3 separate regions of the Sus scrofa genome follow, and all the other regions are linked to region 3. The links are chromatin contacts, called in public Hi-C and HiChIP or PLAC-seq maps. All regions are on one chromosome and are shown on one strand. Each heading gives the region's core, a stretch centred on a gene start, on an enhancer-like site or on the middle of the called end of the contact. The rest is flanking DNA. Distances are from core to core; before and after follow the strand shown.

Region 1 (2,750 bases), core at 112-2,611, 150 kb before region 3:
CTCCAGCACGCGCTCCCGCAGCCGCCCAGGCCGCGCGGCTAGTTCCAGCAGCTGGCCCACCGGGAGCGCCACGGGCAGAGTGAGCAGCACCGCCAAGCGGCTGAGGATAAGAGCGCGCGGCGCCAGCGCCAACGTCCAGCGCCCGCTCACGGCAGCCGGCACCACCTCGCCCACCAGGAACAAGAGCCCCGCGCTGCCCAGCACGGCGGGCACGGCGCGCTGGCCAGCCGCGCGGTACAGTAGCACCGCCAGCGCAGCCTGAGCCAGGCTAGCCAGCAGCAGCAGCGCCCCGAGGGCGCAGCCGGCCCAGCGTCTTGAGGGCTCCAGACGCCGCGCCGCCGCACGCTCCGCCTCCGAGCCGCTCTCGCGCAGCACCTGCACTTCGGCCGGCGCCAGCGCCAGGGCGCTCAGCTGCAGGCCCCGCGCCAGAGCCGCCAGCGCCAGCAACCCCGCCGCCCCCAGACCCACTGCCCAGGGCGGGGCCGCCTCCTCGGCCGCCTCGCCGCCCGGCTCTACACGCACGGCTAACAGCGCCGAGTGCGGGTGCGCGGACTCAGAGCGCAGACGCAGCAGCGCACGCCACTCGCCCGTGGGGGCCGCCGCGCCGCCCGGCTCCCCACGCACTGCCAGCCGCGCGGAGTGCGGATGCGCGGCCTCCGCGCGCAGGCGCAGCAGCGCACGCCACTCGCCCGTGGGGGCCGCTGCCTCGTCTGGAGCTGCGACCGGCCCGCCCTCTGGGCAGCCCGCCCCCTCGGGGGCCACCCAGGACCAGGAGCTGTTGGCTAAGCCCGACCCGAAGAGGCGCAAGCGGAAGGTGGCCTCCGGAGCAGTCCGCACCTCCTCTCCTCGCGCCCACCCCGTGCCTGCCGCTCCGTCCTCTTCCAGACAGACGCCCAGCACTCGAGGACCCGGAGCCGCCTCCGCGGCGGCGTTGCCCAGGCAGAACGCGGCGAGCAACCAGCCTAGCCGACCCGCCGTTGCCGCCGCCATCGCCTGCTGCCCCCTCTCGGCCTCCCGCGCAGCCTACCCCTCCGCCTCCCCCGGGCCAATTATCGCCGGCCCTGGCGCTTCCTCCACCAATAGGCGGCAGGCGGGGGCGGGCCCCAGGGTCGGACTAGGCTGCGCCGGGGAGTAAACAAGCGGCGGCGCGATCCTGGGGCGGGCCGGGGGCGTGGGGCTCTAGGCCCCGCGGGGCTACACCGCGGCTCCCTGGGCTGGGGCTGGCCGGCTCCGGGAGGACGCGGAGCGGAGAGCTGGCCCCCATCAGCGGACGTCTGGTTTCCCCCGGCCATCCCCGCGCACCCGGAGGCCGGTCCGGGCTCTGGGAAGTGCCTGGCTCAGGATTCGGGCCTCAGAGCGGAGTGGCGCTCCTGAAATTGCAGGCAGAGACTTCAGCGAATGGGAGATGGGCAGTTTTCTCAGAAAGCGCCCCGTGAACCACAGACCTAAAGGGCAAGGAGGGCTTAAAGAACTGGTGACTAGGCTTCGGAAGCTAAGGTTTATTGAAGACGTGTGATTGCTCCCGACTCTGCTATTGGTCTGGGTTGTGACACACAACCCCTGTTTTAAAAGGAACTTGCATTCTTGCCAGGAAGAACGACAGTAAATAGATAAACACACGAAATCACTACCTCTTTGGATCCTTGCAGCTACTTCGTGTTATTAATATATTGCACGGGAGAAAAGTAGGACTCGACTTGGCACAGATATCGGGCTCCAATGCGACCAGCCTAGTACCCTGTTCACCATCCTAGCCGCTTTAGGAGATGGCAGCTCTGTCAGGAATTACTGTACCTGGTCGTCCCACTTCTAGCAGATCATTCTTGGGAAAATAATTCCTAAAGACAAACAAGTGTTCCTCAGCCCATTATAATGTCATCTTGACCTGGTTGGAAGGAAACATACAGACTGCTAACAAGACTTCTCTATAGGTGTGGAGAAAAAAGGGCTTTTTAAGAGATTTTCTTTACATTTGTATTATCAAATTTCCTAACACAGTAGACTGTGATAAGACCATCCATATACATGTCATTTTAAATAGTCTTTACGAGGATTCTATAGAAACACATTGCTATGTTCTGAAAATAATATAAGTAAGTGAGGCACTGTGGCTGCAATTAAGTAAAATAACGTTGGTGTGGAAGGTAATATGCAAAATTGAGTAAACCAACAGAAATACTGTGTGAGAATTTTCAGAATAAGCCGCCAGAAGAAGCAATAATACTACTGAGCTTTTCCACTGGACTGGCACACTTCTTTTGGAAAAAGGAAATAAACTCAACCCCTTTGGTTCACACTTCTGTCCCCCAGTCCAGAGAAAATGCTGACACAGTGAGAATGGATGACAGGCTTGAAGTGAGTCATGTGCCTGAAAAGTTAACTCACAAAGAACACTTCCAGAGGCAAGATGGGGAAAATGCCTAGTGCATCTAGACAGGGCTCTGACCTTTGACAAGTAACTTTTCCCTTAGTCTCTGGCTCCCTTAGAAAACAACCTATAACTTATTCTGGGGGGAAGAAGACCTTTCGGTAGAAGAAAACTTTTGAAAACTTGGATCACACTTGGAAAACACAAAGGGCGATTTAAACTGTGAGACACAAAGACAAAGGATCCAGTAGAGGGCAAGCCAAGCTGCTCAGGGAGAGATTTCCTGTGAATAGAGGCCCCAGCACACACCTTCACCAGCTTCCTTCTTCCCTGGCTCTGCACCATTCTTTGGTCCATCGTCACAGCATCAATGGAGACTCTT
Region 2 (2,700 bases), core at 21-2,520, 200 kb before region 3:
GAGAAGTCAGGGCAGGAGGGGAGGAGGGGCCTGGCCTCCCAGAACTCTGGGAGGGGGAAGTGGGAGTGAGGGTGGGAGGAGGGGAACTTTCTAGAAGCAGTTTAAGGTTGTGTGGACTAGCTTGTGCGAGGGTGAGGCTCCCAGCCAGCTTGGGGCAGGAGAGATTACTTCGAGCCCTACACTTGGGGAATGCTAGTTTGTTTTTTTTTTAACGTATTTTGTATTTTTTAAAAGATTTTTATTTTTTCTATTATAGTTGATCTACAATGTTCTGTCAATTTCTACTGTACAGCAAAGTTATCCAGTCTCTCCCTCCTCACCACACACATTCTTTTTCTCACATTATCCTCCATCATGTTTCATCACAAGTGATTGGATATAGTCCCCTGTACTATACAGCAGGATCTCATTGCTTATCCACTGGGAATGCCAATCTTGAATGTAAGTACCTGAAAGAGGAAATTTTCCCCTCTGCCACCCCTGCACACCAAGCCCCTGTCCTATGGGGGCGGAGCATGCAGGGCCCAGCCTAGGTTCTGTGCCCCCCGAAAAGAGGCAATCAAAGTGCAGAGTTCTCTGTACCCTTGACTGCTCTGGGGGACTGCTGTGGCCGGAACAGGCTGCCGCCATCGTGCTGTAGGAGAGGGCTGGCATCTTATTTGCTTGCGTATGCAACGCTTTCTTGCACGGTGGGTAATCCGCAGCTCAGAGAATGCTTTGATACAAGCAGGATGATTCAGTAACCTAGGTTCCCACTGTGGGGTTGAGGGGTTCCAGGCCCTGTCCCTGCCCTCAGGCCTATGGGGCACATGCTTCCACCGACAAGGTAAGTTGTGACCACCTGCCTCCTATCGGGTTTCAGGAAATTGGCAGGAGGGGCCCGAGGAGGGTGTTGCGCAGCCTTTCAAGTGGCCGTCTTCCTGGGCCCCGAGTAGTGAAGGAAAGAGGAGGTAAGACCTTGGGGCGCTCTTGGCGACCCCTGCCCTGGGAAGCCCGTTGGGGCTAGGAGAACCTAGAGGTCGCCACATAAATGCTCCCTGTCGGCTCTGCTGCCCTCCCCAGGAGTCAGGTCCCAGGTCCCAGCGGGCTCGCCTCGGCCGCAGCTTAGCCTGGGACGCCCTCGCGTGGCTGCTTAGGGCCTGCGCGGCCCAGCTCCCCGGGTCCCGCCCCGCTGTCGCGATTGGCTCCCGGGCTCAGCCCCAGCTTCTTGATTGGTCTGCCCTGCGGGTCCTGTCGGCGCCGAGTGGTCAGACCCGACGGGTGGGCAGCGCTGCGTCCGCCTCGCCCGCCGAGGCCGCGCCTGCGCCTGTGCGGGTGGCTGTGCCCTCACCCGCCAGCGGGTGGGCGGGGGCCGAGGCCGGCATGGCGGCGCCGCGTTCCTGCGCGGAGGGCCCCTGCTGCTCCCACCCCAGCGCAGCGCCCAGCGTGCAGCAGACGCTGGACGAGATGGACTTCGAAAGGGGTGAGGAGGGCGCACGACCCTACTGGCCCGGGGCCTTCCGGCCTCACCAGGCCCGCGGGGCAAAGGAGGTGGCCGCGAACTCGGGCCACGGGTGAAAGGCAACTGGGGGACTGGTCGGAGTCTGGGCGGGCCGTGGGATCCCCGCTTCCGCGTAGTGAGAGCCCGCCAGTCACCTGGAGCGAGTTTAGCATTAGAAACACCGGCTCGCTTACAGGTCTATAAACAGGCATTGGCTTCAGTAACTTTCCCCCGTGGACAGCGGGGCCCGGATCCTCAACTGGTGTGACCCTGGGAGACCCAGGCCTGCTTCTGGGCCTGAGATGGGCCAGGCAGCAGAGTCTGCAACTGGGTTATTGCACCCTCCCCGAGGGGATGGAGCTTCAGACTAGGGGGGCTGCCTCTTGCAAAATATGTGTTGGGGACCGAAGGCATCAGAGATGGCCTTGAGGCAGGTGATGTCATTCCTCCCTGTGGGCCCTGCAGGGTAAGTCTTTTGCCCCAGACTATATGGAAATTTTGTCACCAGTAAGGAATAGTGTGAGGTTCTTGGGAACCAGTGTATCATCTCGGATCAGAGGCAGCCTATGCAGTAATAACCCTGTAGTCATTTGTTAGGTGGATGCTACTGTTTTACAGACATTCCCATCTCTTACTGTTAAGTGGCTGTTGCACCTGCCTTGTTCCCTCCATCTCTTTATTTGGAGAGGGGTGGTTTAGAACAACAGTAACTTAAAATTTTTTTCTATTATATTTATGGTTGTACAACCATCATCACAACCTAATTTCACTACATTTCCATCCCAAACCCCCAGTCCACCCCTTCCTGGCTCCCTCTGGTAGCAATAAGTTTTTCAAAGTCTGTGAGTCTGTTTCTGTTGCAATTAAGTTCATTTGTTTCCTTTTTCTTAGACTTCACATATAAGTGATAGCATATGATGTTTGTCTTTTGCCCTCTAACTTCATTTAGTATGGTAATTTCTAGATCCATCCATGTTGCTGCAGATAACATTATTTCATTCTTTTTTTTTTTTTTCTTTTTTGGCCCTTTCTAGGGCCGCTCTTGCAGCATATGGAGGTTCCCAGGCTAGGGGTCCAATCAGAGCTGTAGCCGCCGGCCTACACCAGAGCCACAGCAACGCCAGATCCGAGCCACGTCTGTCACCTACACCACAGCTCATGGCAACGCCGGATAGTTAACCCCCTGAACGAGGCCAGGGATTGAACCGGCAACCTTATGG
Region 3 (2,700 bases), core at 76-2,575:
TAGAGAAGCTGGTCAGAGTGAGCATATATGCAGCCTGTATACCTGCCACACAGGAACATGAGTCCAGTGCTGCCACAGTCTCCAATTTTTTAAGAGATCTGTATATCTGGATTTTTGCATGAAATCTCCCAAATTTAAATATTTGCAGTAAATAATTAAATACATATTTGCGATGAAATAAAATTTTAAAAAAGTAGCGTGTAGGCCAAAGAAAGTGGTGTTGGGCTGTAATTGGTCCATTCACTCTCTCTCTGTAGGTCCTTAGCAACCTTTCCAATCTCTCTGCAGTGGCCTGGTCCTTTCAGCCCAAACTTAGGTGACTTCATCTTCATGATTCCACTCATATTCCCACTCTGGAAATCTTTTTCTATAAATTTCTGTTCTTATCATTCTCTCCGCCACCCAGTGAGTAAGTATTTGCACTTTCAGAGATGAAGAGGGTACACTGAGATCTCACTGGGGTCATAAAAGCAGGGAGTTAGGTGCAGGAGCTGAGATTCCAAACCTCCAGGTCTAAGCAGCACTGCTTAGGGCGATCTGGACACATCTACGCAAAGCCCTGGATAAATTTTTCTTTTATTCTATTGTTTAATATATTTTTTAGAGCAGTTTAAGGCACACAGCACTTCTTTTATTTTCGCACTTATTTTTATTGTGGTTGTTGCTTAAGTGATCTCTTCTTCTTCTTCTTTTTTTTTTTTTTTGGCCGCACCCATGGCACATAGAAGTTCCCCTGGCCAGGGATGGAACACACGCCACAGTAGTACCGGATCAGCTGCAGTGACAACGTCGGATCTTTAACCCGCTTCGCCGCAAGGGAATTCCTAACTTTTTTTTACATTTAAGTATAGTTGCTTTACAACATTGTGCTAGTTTCAGGCGCACAGTATTTGAAGTAAATACTGCACGCTTAGGTGGGACTGATCTGGGAGAAGCGGAAAGTAGGTTGCACGCCCTCCCAGCCCTGGCTAGGGACCTGGCAAAGCAACCGTGGCGGTCACTGAGAACGGACGCTGCAGAAGCCAGCCTCCTCTCTCGCCCTCGCTTTCCCTGCTGAAGATGCAGAAGGCCGAAACTCGGAATTCCGCGCTGTGAGCGGCAGAGACCCGCACGCGTTCCCGGGGCTCCTCTTCCCGCGCAGTTACATCCTCTCCCGGTTTTGCAGCTCACCGCCCCTCCCTTCCCAGGCCGTGATCCGCTTCCGCGTTTCGCTCTGTGCCCGGAGCTCCGGGGCGAGGAGGCGGTAACGCGCACGCGCGCTGGGATCCGGCCCGGGCCGAGCGCGCGGCGCGACGACTGCGGGTGAGGGGAGGCGCGGCCCTGGCAGGGGGTGGCGGGCCCCGGCGGTGGCGGCGCTGGTCTGGCGGGCGGGGGTCTCAGCGAGAACCTCCGGACTCTCCGGTCATGCGGGGACAGGGGGCTGGAGCCCGGGGCCCGGGCGGCCTGGGTCAGACGGCCGTGTGGGGCAGGGGGCGGACTGGGGTTGCCGTGACGCGGGAGCTGAGCTGGGCCCGGGCCGGCGGGAGGCGGGTTCCTGGCGGCTCCTCCTCGTCGCGAACTCTCGGTGACCTTGGCCAATTCACTCCGTCTCCTTGAGCTGGCGCCTTCGTCTGTAAAGTGTGAATTACAAGCCCTGCCTGCCAGCTGTGGCGGTTTTGAGGCTCAAGGGTGGGACCCCCCGGGGTACCTGGAGTAGCGGGCCGTTCCTGGGGGACCACCCCATCTACGGTGAGGGGGGGGGTCTTCCTGGCTTAGCATTTTGTTACAGGCTTTGAGAAGGAGCTCTCGTCTGTGTCTTAAAACTCCAGAGCGTTATGAAGTAGTTGCAAAACTTTTGCTTAACGTAGACAAGGGACCTCGAGGGCCTCCTTGGAGCCCACGTTGCCCAGCTGTTACCCAGGATGCTCTTATTTTGTGACTGGAGGCGGCCCAGTGAAGCTTCCGGGAATAGTGTGAAGCTGGAGACCCTTAGCTTTGGAAGAATCAATATTTTTGATTCCTCTTGTTTGCCCAAACCCATGCCAGCCACAGGGGAAACTGATGCTGGCCAAGCAAATTTAGTATTTGTCCATGTGAGACCTTGGAGTCCCTCAGCTTCCCAATGAACCGAATTTTGTAGAAATTGAAGAGGAAGATGGTGCCATAGCCTTTTGAGGACTCTTAGGAGCGCTCCCTACATGGGCAAGGGTCTGTGATTTGATGGATCCTCAGTTATACATGATAGAAGGTCAAAAAAGTAAGCACATTAGATAGTATAGGCTGCAAGAGATTCAGAGCATCTGAATTGACTAAAACTGAAACTTTTCACTGCAGGTGACTAGCATGCAGATAGCCATTCTCTGACCTGCTGCCCTTCTTCTGACATGGCCCACCGAGGTGGGGAGAGGGACTTCCAGACCTCAGCGCGGCGCATGGGCACCTCGTTGCTCTTCCAGCTTTCGTGCATGAGCGGGAGCTGGACCTAGTGTTTCTGGACCATAGCTATGCCAAGCCTTGGAGTGCCCACCCAGATGCCAGTAGTGCCCGCCCCACCCGCATGCTCTTTGTTACTCCCCGGAGGCAGCACGAAAGTACCATGTGAGTTTGGGCTTCTTTCTTAAGGGCTGCCATTGCCCTAATTGGACAGGGAACAGATGGTGGGGATTAAAGAGGATTTTATTGTGGGAGATTGTCTGAGGGGCTTGGATGTTAAATTCAGGC

The links. A called contact is a pair of places that touch in the nucleus more often than the background predicts. HiChIP or PLAC-seq counts read pairs in DNA pulled down with a chosen protein or histone mark.
Region 1: an H3K27ac HiChIP or PLAC-seq map of alveolar macrophages shows a contact between it and region 3. The contact joins the promoter of CNNM3 here to the promoter of KANSL3 in region 3. A contact is called at or near these places in 2 of 5 promoter capture datasets (fetal liver and liver), 9 of 47 Hi-C or Micro-C datasets (alveolar macrophages, embryonic fibroblasts, heart right ventricle and 2 more) and 2 of 2 datasets of contacts at active chromatin or transcription factors (alveolar macrophages and skeletal muscle).
Region 2: a contact with region 3 is called in a Hi-C map of liver, with 3 times the contacts expected there. The contact joins the promoter of ANKRD39 here to the promoter of KANSL3 in region 3. A contact is called at or near these places in 1 of 5 promoter capture datasets (fetal liver), 2 of 47 Hi-C or Micro-C datasets (heart right ventricle and liver) and 1 of 2 datasets of contacts at active chromatin or transcription factors (skeletal muscle).

Annotation. Positions count from the first base shown.
Region 1 is chr3:56,810,755-56,813,504 of Sscrofa11.1, forward strand. CNNM3 (metal transporter CNNM3) reads right to left here and starts at 1,362. Exons shown (of 7, transcript XM_021087264.1): 1 at 1-1,362. The coding sequence starts at 990.
Region 2 is chr3:56,761,096-56,763,795 of Sscrofa11.1, forward strand. It overlaps ANKRD39 (ankyrin repeat domain-containing protein 39), which reads left to right and starts at 1,271. Exons shown (of 4, transcript XM_003124915.4): 1 at 1,271-1,462. The coding sequence starts at 1,363.
Region 3 is chr3:56,957,858-56,960,557 of Sscrofa11.1, forward strand. KANSL3 (KAT8 regulatory NSL complex subunit 3) reads left to right here and starts at 1,326. Exons shown (of 23, transcript XM_021087273.1): 1 at 1,326-1,668; 2 at 2,314-2,436; 3 at 2,439-2,577. The coding sequence starts at 2,364. It overlaps FER1L5 (fer-1-like protein 5), which reads right to left and starts at 1,723. Exons shown (of 55, transcript XM_021088398.1): 1 at 1,688-1,723; 2 at 1,171-1,443. The coding sequence starts at 1,723.